Linked DNA regions of Mus musculus: region 2 is linked to region 1. Evidence: chromatin contacts called from public HiCAR-type data. All regions are on one chromosome and are shown on one strand. Each heading gives the region's core, a stretch centred on a gene start, on an enhancer-like site or on the middle of the called end of the contact. The rest is flanking DNA. Distances are from core to core; before and after follow the strand shown. Region 1 overlaps Slc25a43 (solute carrier family 25, member 43). Region 2 holds the start of Rpl39 (ribosomal protein L39).

Region 1 (3,414 bases), core at 671-3,170:
GGCAGCACTAAGTGTATTAAAGAAACAATAGGCTGGGCATAGTGGCATAACCTTTAGGGAGGCAGAGGCAGGTGGATTTTTGTGAGTTTGAAGGTAACCTTGTCTACATAGCAAGTTCAAAGCCAGTCAGACCTACACAGTGAGCTACTGTCTCAAAGGGGTGGGGAGGGTGAAGAAAAGGAAAGGATTTAATACAAGAAAGTATAAGATGGAAGAAATGTTGACAACAAATATTTTATGTGATTAATCTATAAGCCCTATTAAGAACCAAAGAATTATGGGGGGGGGGGGAACTATAATAGTTCCATAGGCAGGTGTATGTGAAAGAGAAGGAGAGGCAGGCTGGGAACACTTTGCTGGGAGTCTGGGGAACAGCTTCGAACATGGGACCTGGAGTCTGGTAGGCCTTATGAAAGAATCAGGAAGGAGGTCCACGAACCCTCCCTCCACTCTGTTGCTCCTATTAGTTATCTCCATTTCACCAAATACAAACCCATGTGCCGTCCTGTTGATTTATACCCCAGTGGACTTTGCCCCCACCACAACTCACAGGGTAAGCAGGATTAGGCCAAGTCAGCATTTGAACTGAAAGTGCATAAAATGAAGGACAAAGGTGGTATCCAAGTGGCACAGCTCAGTGAGCAGAACACACATGGTCAGTGAATAAACAGAGGCCCCAGCCTGCTCAAATAGCCTCCACTCGGACCGCAATGGATACCACCTTGAGCAAGCTTTGCAGATACACAGTCACTTCATTAACCCACTCGGGGCTTCTAATGCTCCATCCTATGTCTTCACCCCCGCCTCCCTCCTCAGTCCTGAGCTCATGGTTCTCACAGCCTGCTGATTTGGACCGCTGAGTAGCACATCTTCACGATCACTTCCAACCCACTGTCTATCAAAGTTACCCATGTTCCCCTAAAACTGTCTTTCTAGACTTTTCCCTTTCTGGGCCATCAGTGTCCTAGATAGCCAAGCTAAGCATCCAGAAGTTAGGCTTGCCTCTGCCGTCCCTTCATCCAACCAACCCAAAGTTCATTTGCTTCTGCATTCATAAGTCTCCTACATGGGTCCTTTTTTTTTTTTTTATTGCCCTGACTCCCAGTCAAAGTCCTTATCAGCTCATAGTGCAGCACATACTGTTCTCTATGAGTGATTCTAAACGTGACTATTAGTACTGAGTGGGAAGATATAGTAGGCACCGGGCCAAGTGGATGTTCATTATGTCATCCAATCCTTACAACAATTCACAAAGTAAGCACTGTTGTTACTATATCTGCGTGTGAGTGCCTGTGTGTGTGTGTGTGTGTGTGTGTGTGTGTGTGTGTGTGTGTGTCACAGTGCACATACAGAAAGAAGTCAGACAACTTACGGGAGTCAGAGATCTCTGTCCGCCACGCAGGGCAGGTTCTGGAGCTTAAACTCAGATCGTCAAGTCTTGGCAGCAAGCACTTTTACCTGTTGAGCCATCTTGCCTATTGAGATGAGAAAACTGAGGCACTGTAGATTACAAGCCCATCTTTGAGCAACGGAACTGGGACAAAGGCCATGCATGCAGGTTTGCCTCCCGGATCAGAGCTCACTTCAGTCCATGGGTTTCTTGCAGAACAAATGTTCTTTTGCCCTGTCACTGTGGCTCCTCTATCACCTTTAGAGAATAAAGGCCGGCCCATTAGCTTGGCATGTTTCCCTCACCGACTTCACTGTGCGTGCTGTATAGAAGCCCTTTGTATAGGGAGTTGCAGAATCAAATGTCTGTAAGAATTCAGAAACAGCATGGACAGGAGAGCTAGGGAGACCCAGATAACGGGCACTCAGCCCCAAACAATAAGCCTTTAAATGCATTCTAAGCCATCGTGCCTTTTGAAAGCATTCTGGAGAACTAAACTCTCTGCTCACAGAATGTGATTAGCATTTAAATATGCGTAGCAGAAAAGAGTGAAGTGAGCTGGTGGAGGCTGCAGCTAAACTGCAAGAGTCTCCTCTCAGAAGGATGGTTGCCATTTAGAAATGCAAGCCCAGTTTTCAAGGGAGCCCCTAAATTTACATCCAGATTGTGATGTGAAATCTTTCTTTCTTTTTTTTTTTTTTTAAGGCTGCAAATAAAAAGTACTGTCTGGGCAAAGCACAACATGCCTTCTTTTGGCCTCTGTTCAATTGAAGCATCCAGTTGCAATAGTGAAGAAGTTCCCCTCCCCCAAGCCCTGAAGACCAAACGTATTTTATATTCTGGTCAACAGGCCTTTGTTCCTGCAGCTACCTCTCTCTGCCTAAGCATCACTTCTGTCTCTGTAAAGGTTCAACTGAACTTACGTTGGTAGTAGTATCTGTTGCTTTTGTTTGCTGGCTTTTCCCACCCATAAGGCACACATTTTCAGATAATGCATAAAGGCAGCTATTTAAGCCTTTGAGAACCACAATGCAGGCACTCTAGCCCACTGGAGAGGGAGTCCTGGGGAAGAAGAAACTAAATTAACTATAGGGTACCTTCTCTGAAAAGGTGGATGCTGTTTTTCACTGACTCCCTCTTCTACTCCCATGTCTATGGGCACAGTCGTTGTATTCCCAAAAGTTGTGGGTGAGTAACTCCTTTTAAAGGGTGCTGTTAGCCTCACCGTGGGTCCTCTCACTTTGACAATTTTCTTCCATAGCATTTTTTCCTCTTTTACCCTTTTTTATCTCAACATCATTGCTCTGCTGTCCCTTCCCTGCCAAAACTACCTCCTGGTAGCAGCTATCTTATTTTCCCAAGCAGAAATAGTCTCCTCAATGCCAGTGTCTTCGTTTGCTTAGTTTTGAGCATCCCTACTCTGGAACTCTGAAAACCAAAATACTCTAAAGTCAGAAACTTGGAGCATCCACATGATGGAAGATTCCACAACTGATCTCAAGTAAAGGACTGCAAACAAATACAGACACGCTGGAAAGACTGTCGATGGGGTGGGGGAGATGGTTATTACATACGCACAAGGGCTTCAGTTTGAATTCCTCAAACCTGTATAAAGCTAGGCATGACAGTAGTGTACTCTAAAATTCTAGCACTCCTCTTTTGAGATAGGGGACAGAATTAAAGGAATCCACAGAAACTCGTGGCCCAGATGGCCTCACCTGCACAGCAGTAAACAGAGATGCTATGTATCTAATAAGACAGAACTGAGGACCACATCTGAGATGTCCTCTAACCTCCACACATAAGACCCAGCACACATGTACCATCACACAGACACACACACACCATATACACATGCATATGAATATATGATAATAAAAATAAAAATTTAATAAAACAGCATAAAGTTACCTTCATGCTTTGTAAAATAAAATATATATGAAACATAAGTGAATTCCATGCTTTAAACTTTGCTCCCATTCAAAGATCTCTCTTTATATGTAAGTATTCCAAAATTAAGAAAT
Region 2 (3,414 bases), core at 559-3,058, 320 kb after region 1:
GATTTTTACTAATCCCAAAACTGGGCAATGCTTATCTTTAATCCCAGCATGTTGGGAAAAACCAATTCCCACCAACTGTCCTCTGACCACATGTGGGCCTGCATCCCCCACACCACAGAAAGAACTCAGAAAGGCGCTTCCCTTGCCTGGGGGAGACCCTGGGTTCGATCCCTTCCACCTCTCTCAAAGACCCAGCTGGTCCTGAGCTCAACTCTGGTTGCAGGAAAGAACACTCCTGCCAGAATAGTCAAATCCCTTGAAGCCTTCCTAGGGAAATTAGGAAGCATTTATAAAAGGTTTGTGGAGGGATTTCGGGGGCTAAGTAAGCTAGTCACTACCAAGGAGCCTCATGACCTGAGCTAGAGCCCCAAGACCCATTTGATGAATGGAGAAGTGTTTCCTCCCAGTTCTCAACCCCGTGCTCCCAACCCAAACAAAAGGAAAAACATTTCAAAAGGGAGTCCCCAGCACACTAATTGACTGGGGTGGACCGTACTTTGCAACTGTGTATCTCCATGCCCAAAGTTACTTAAAACATAACGATTTCCAAGCCGGACAAGAGAAGGCTTACCTGATTTTGTTACCAGTTTTCATCCGGATCCACTGAGGAATAGGGCGATTTTGCTTTTGTTTCTTGGCCAGGAATCGCTTGATTCGGAAAGTCTTGTGAGAAGACTACGAGGAGATGCAACCAGCTTAGTGACACCACAGCCTAGTCTCTTGATTCAGTCACAAATTCCAACAAACTAACATCAGGCCTGCAGAACATACACCCAGGAAAAGCTCCCCGACCTCGAACCACCAAGTCCTTTATCCTCATCACTTCTCTGGAGGAAGAGTTAATGGCTTAAACATGGCTCATAATCAGCACCAAGTTTCTAAGCCCAGGTCCTGTCTGACCTATAAACTGGCTGTCTGCTGGGCTCCAGCGATGAAACACGGAATAGCTGGAGTAGGAGAGGAAACGGACTTACTGGAACAAGGATGGCTTGAGGTTAGGCAAACCCTGGCCAGTTTTAAGTCAATGACACTAGGTACTGTACTCTGTAAGTCTTATCTACCTCCAAGTGACATTGCTGGCTAACCTAAGATTACGGAGCCCTAGACACTCCGTAGGCAAACACCATTACATAAAAAAATGCAACGAAGGCCAAGCGCACTCGTCCCCCTAGACCAGTTGGAGGTTTTATTTAACAAATTCAGATACTAAACCCACTTTGTACCTAGACGCCCATAAGCATAATCTTGCCAGTAGGCAATGACTGATGCGCTGTTAGCAGACGCCTCCAAGGAGTGACGCGCTAACTTCTGAAGGGATCTCAAAGTTCTGTTAACCCTTACTGTGGACATCTCGCTGTGCAAATGGCGATTCATGCTCTTCGATCAGGGACAATCTAAGAGTGGTCCCAAGCCTCTCGTTCTGCCCCCCCCCCATCATGAAGATCACCGTCAGCCCCAGGCTATATGAAACAAGAATACTTTGCACCCCTTGCCAGGCTGCAGGAAGAGCGTTCTCATCCTGCAAGGGTAAATGGACTTGATAATTTCATGCCGCGCCCACAGGCCGATAGGTGTCCCAGCTCCAAAAACGAACACTAAAACCCTGAAAAATACACCCAGCCCTCAATGCTGCGCATGTCTGCCACAAAGGCACAGCGGTCTGTGGCCTCAGGAAAGCCGCTGAGGGACGGATGGCGGCCGATAGTCTTACCATGGCGAGAAGCCGAATCAAGAATAGCGCGCACGATGGCGGAGGAATGGAGAAGAGAAAGGCCGGGACCGGAAGAACGCGATTAGAAGAAGTCGCTAGAGGCGGAGCTTAGGGGGGGATGGATGACTCGCAGCGTCCTCCCTAGCTCCACCCCTGCGCTCCCATGGGGCCGTGGGAACCCAAACCGGTTTATAGAGAACGTAATTCCGAGGCCTCCGCGTCCATGCCTGTTCCTGCAGGTGATCATCATTGTGCTGAGGGCCACAGCCTTGGTGGCCATGGTAGGTGGCCTTTGAGAAGTAACCAAGTAAACCCTTAGCAAACACCTGGAAACGGAGTAGGCGGGACCAACTCTGAGGAGGGCGGGAAAAGGCCTACATCACTTCCAGAGCTGCAACTCCCCCCGCTTCTGCGAGAGGGGCGGGGCTTAGGGTTGGCGATGCACCCTGGAAGGGAGGAAGATGGGGCTGCAGACATCTTTTAATGACTAACTTCACTATTATAGAGAATCCAAGTTCCATTCACAGCACCCATATCAGGCAGCTTACAACCCTCCAGCTCTAGGGGGTAACATGTCTCTGACTTCCAGGGGCACCTACACTTATGATTTACAGGTACACGTCCCCATGTAAACACACACGGACCCATTATCAATAGTACCTAAAAATACTTGATTAAAAGGGAGGCGGAGCTAGAGAGATGGCTCAGCGGTTACGAGCACCATCTGCTCTTCCCGAGGTCCTGAGTTCAGTTCCCAGCAACCACATGGTGGTTCACAACCATCTGTAGTGAATAACTACAGTGTGCTCATATAAATAAAATAAATATGTAAATCTTAAGAAAAAAAAAAGGCGCCGGAAAGTGGTGGTGCACGCCTTTAATCCCAGCACTTGGGAGGCAGACAGACCTCTGAGTTTGAGACCATCCTGGTTTACTCACACGAGTTCCAGGACAGCCAAAGATACACAGAGAAACTCTGTCTCCGGTGGGGTAAAAATCCCATATACCAGGGCCAGGGGAATCGTTAGTAGATAAAAGCACCAGTTACGCAATCCTGCCAACTTATAGTTCAAGTCCCAAAAAGTGAAGATACAGGGCGTGGTGGCCTACACTTTTAATCTTAGCACTTGAAGCAGAAGGATCAATATCTCTGAGCTCAAGGCCAGCCTAGTCTATATACTGAGCTTCCAGCCAGTCAGGATTACTACATATAGACCCTGTCGCTAAATAAATAAATAAATAAATAAGTACTCCTATGTATCTGCAACCCTAAGATTCCTACCGCACAATAGAAGGTGGAGACAGGAGAGAAAGTCCTGGAAGATTGAGGGCCAGCTAGCCTGGAGTATTTAACACAGCAACAGAAACAAGGCAAACCCTGTCTCAAAAAGGTGGAAGGTAAGAACTACTTCTCTTTGACATCTGCTCAACTGCTGTGTAAATAAAACAGAAAGTCAGGTATAGTTGTGTACCCCTATGAGGTCCCTATGAGGCAGACGCCAGAAGATCATAAATTGTGAGCTAGCCTAGGTTATATATTGAGACCTTACTTCTAAAAGGTAAACTATAGAAAGAGCACATCATAGAACAACAAGAAGCTGAAAACTAAAGATAATACCTGTGGATATCATAAAAAGTTAAAGATTCCTTTTATCAGTGCCAACTTATTCTCAGAACTACCTTGTGTATGTCGTTCCGGGGGA

What was found. HiCAR-type assays count read pairs that join an accessible place to other places.
Region 2: a contact with region 1 is called in a HiCAR-type map of embryonic stem cells, with 2.2 times the contacts expected there. The contact joins the promoter of Rpl39 here to the enhancer-like site in region 1. A contact is called at or near these places in 10 of 39 promoter capture datasets (the C10 cell line, the HPC-7 cell line, cranial neural crest and 6 more), 7 of 484 Hi-C or Micro-C datasets (the AML12 cell line, Th1 cells, adipose-derived mesenchymal stem cells and 3 more) and 3 of 115 datasets of contacts at active chromatin or transcription factors (astrocytes and embryonic stem cells).

Annotation. Positions count from the first base shown.
Region 1 is chrX:36,761,926-36,765,339 of GRCm38.p6, forward strand. The region is part of intron 3 of Slc25a43 (solute carrier family 25, member 43); the gene reads left to right. Among named protein-coding and RNA genes, the nearest start is that of Gm23613, 13 kb to the right of the region's middle. Within about 2 kb of position 1,921, at least 36 of the 459 cell types and tissues checked have an H3K27ac peak or open chromatin away from gene starts, as enhancers often do. A contact at or near this core is called in embryonic stem cells and liver, where this site is marked.
Region 2 is chrX:37,083,414-37,086,827 of GRCm38.p6, forward strand. It overlaps Rpl39 (ribosomal protein L39), which reads right to left and starts at 1,809. Exons shown (of 3, transcript NM_026055.2): 1 at 1,712-1,809; 2 at 572-675. The coding sequence starts at 1,714.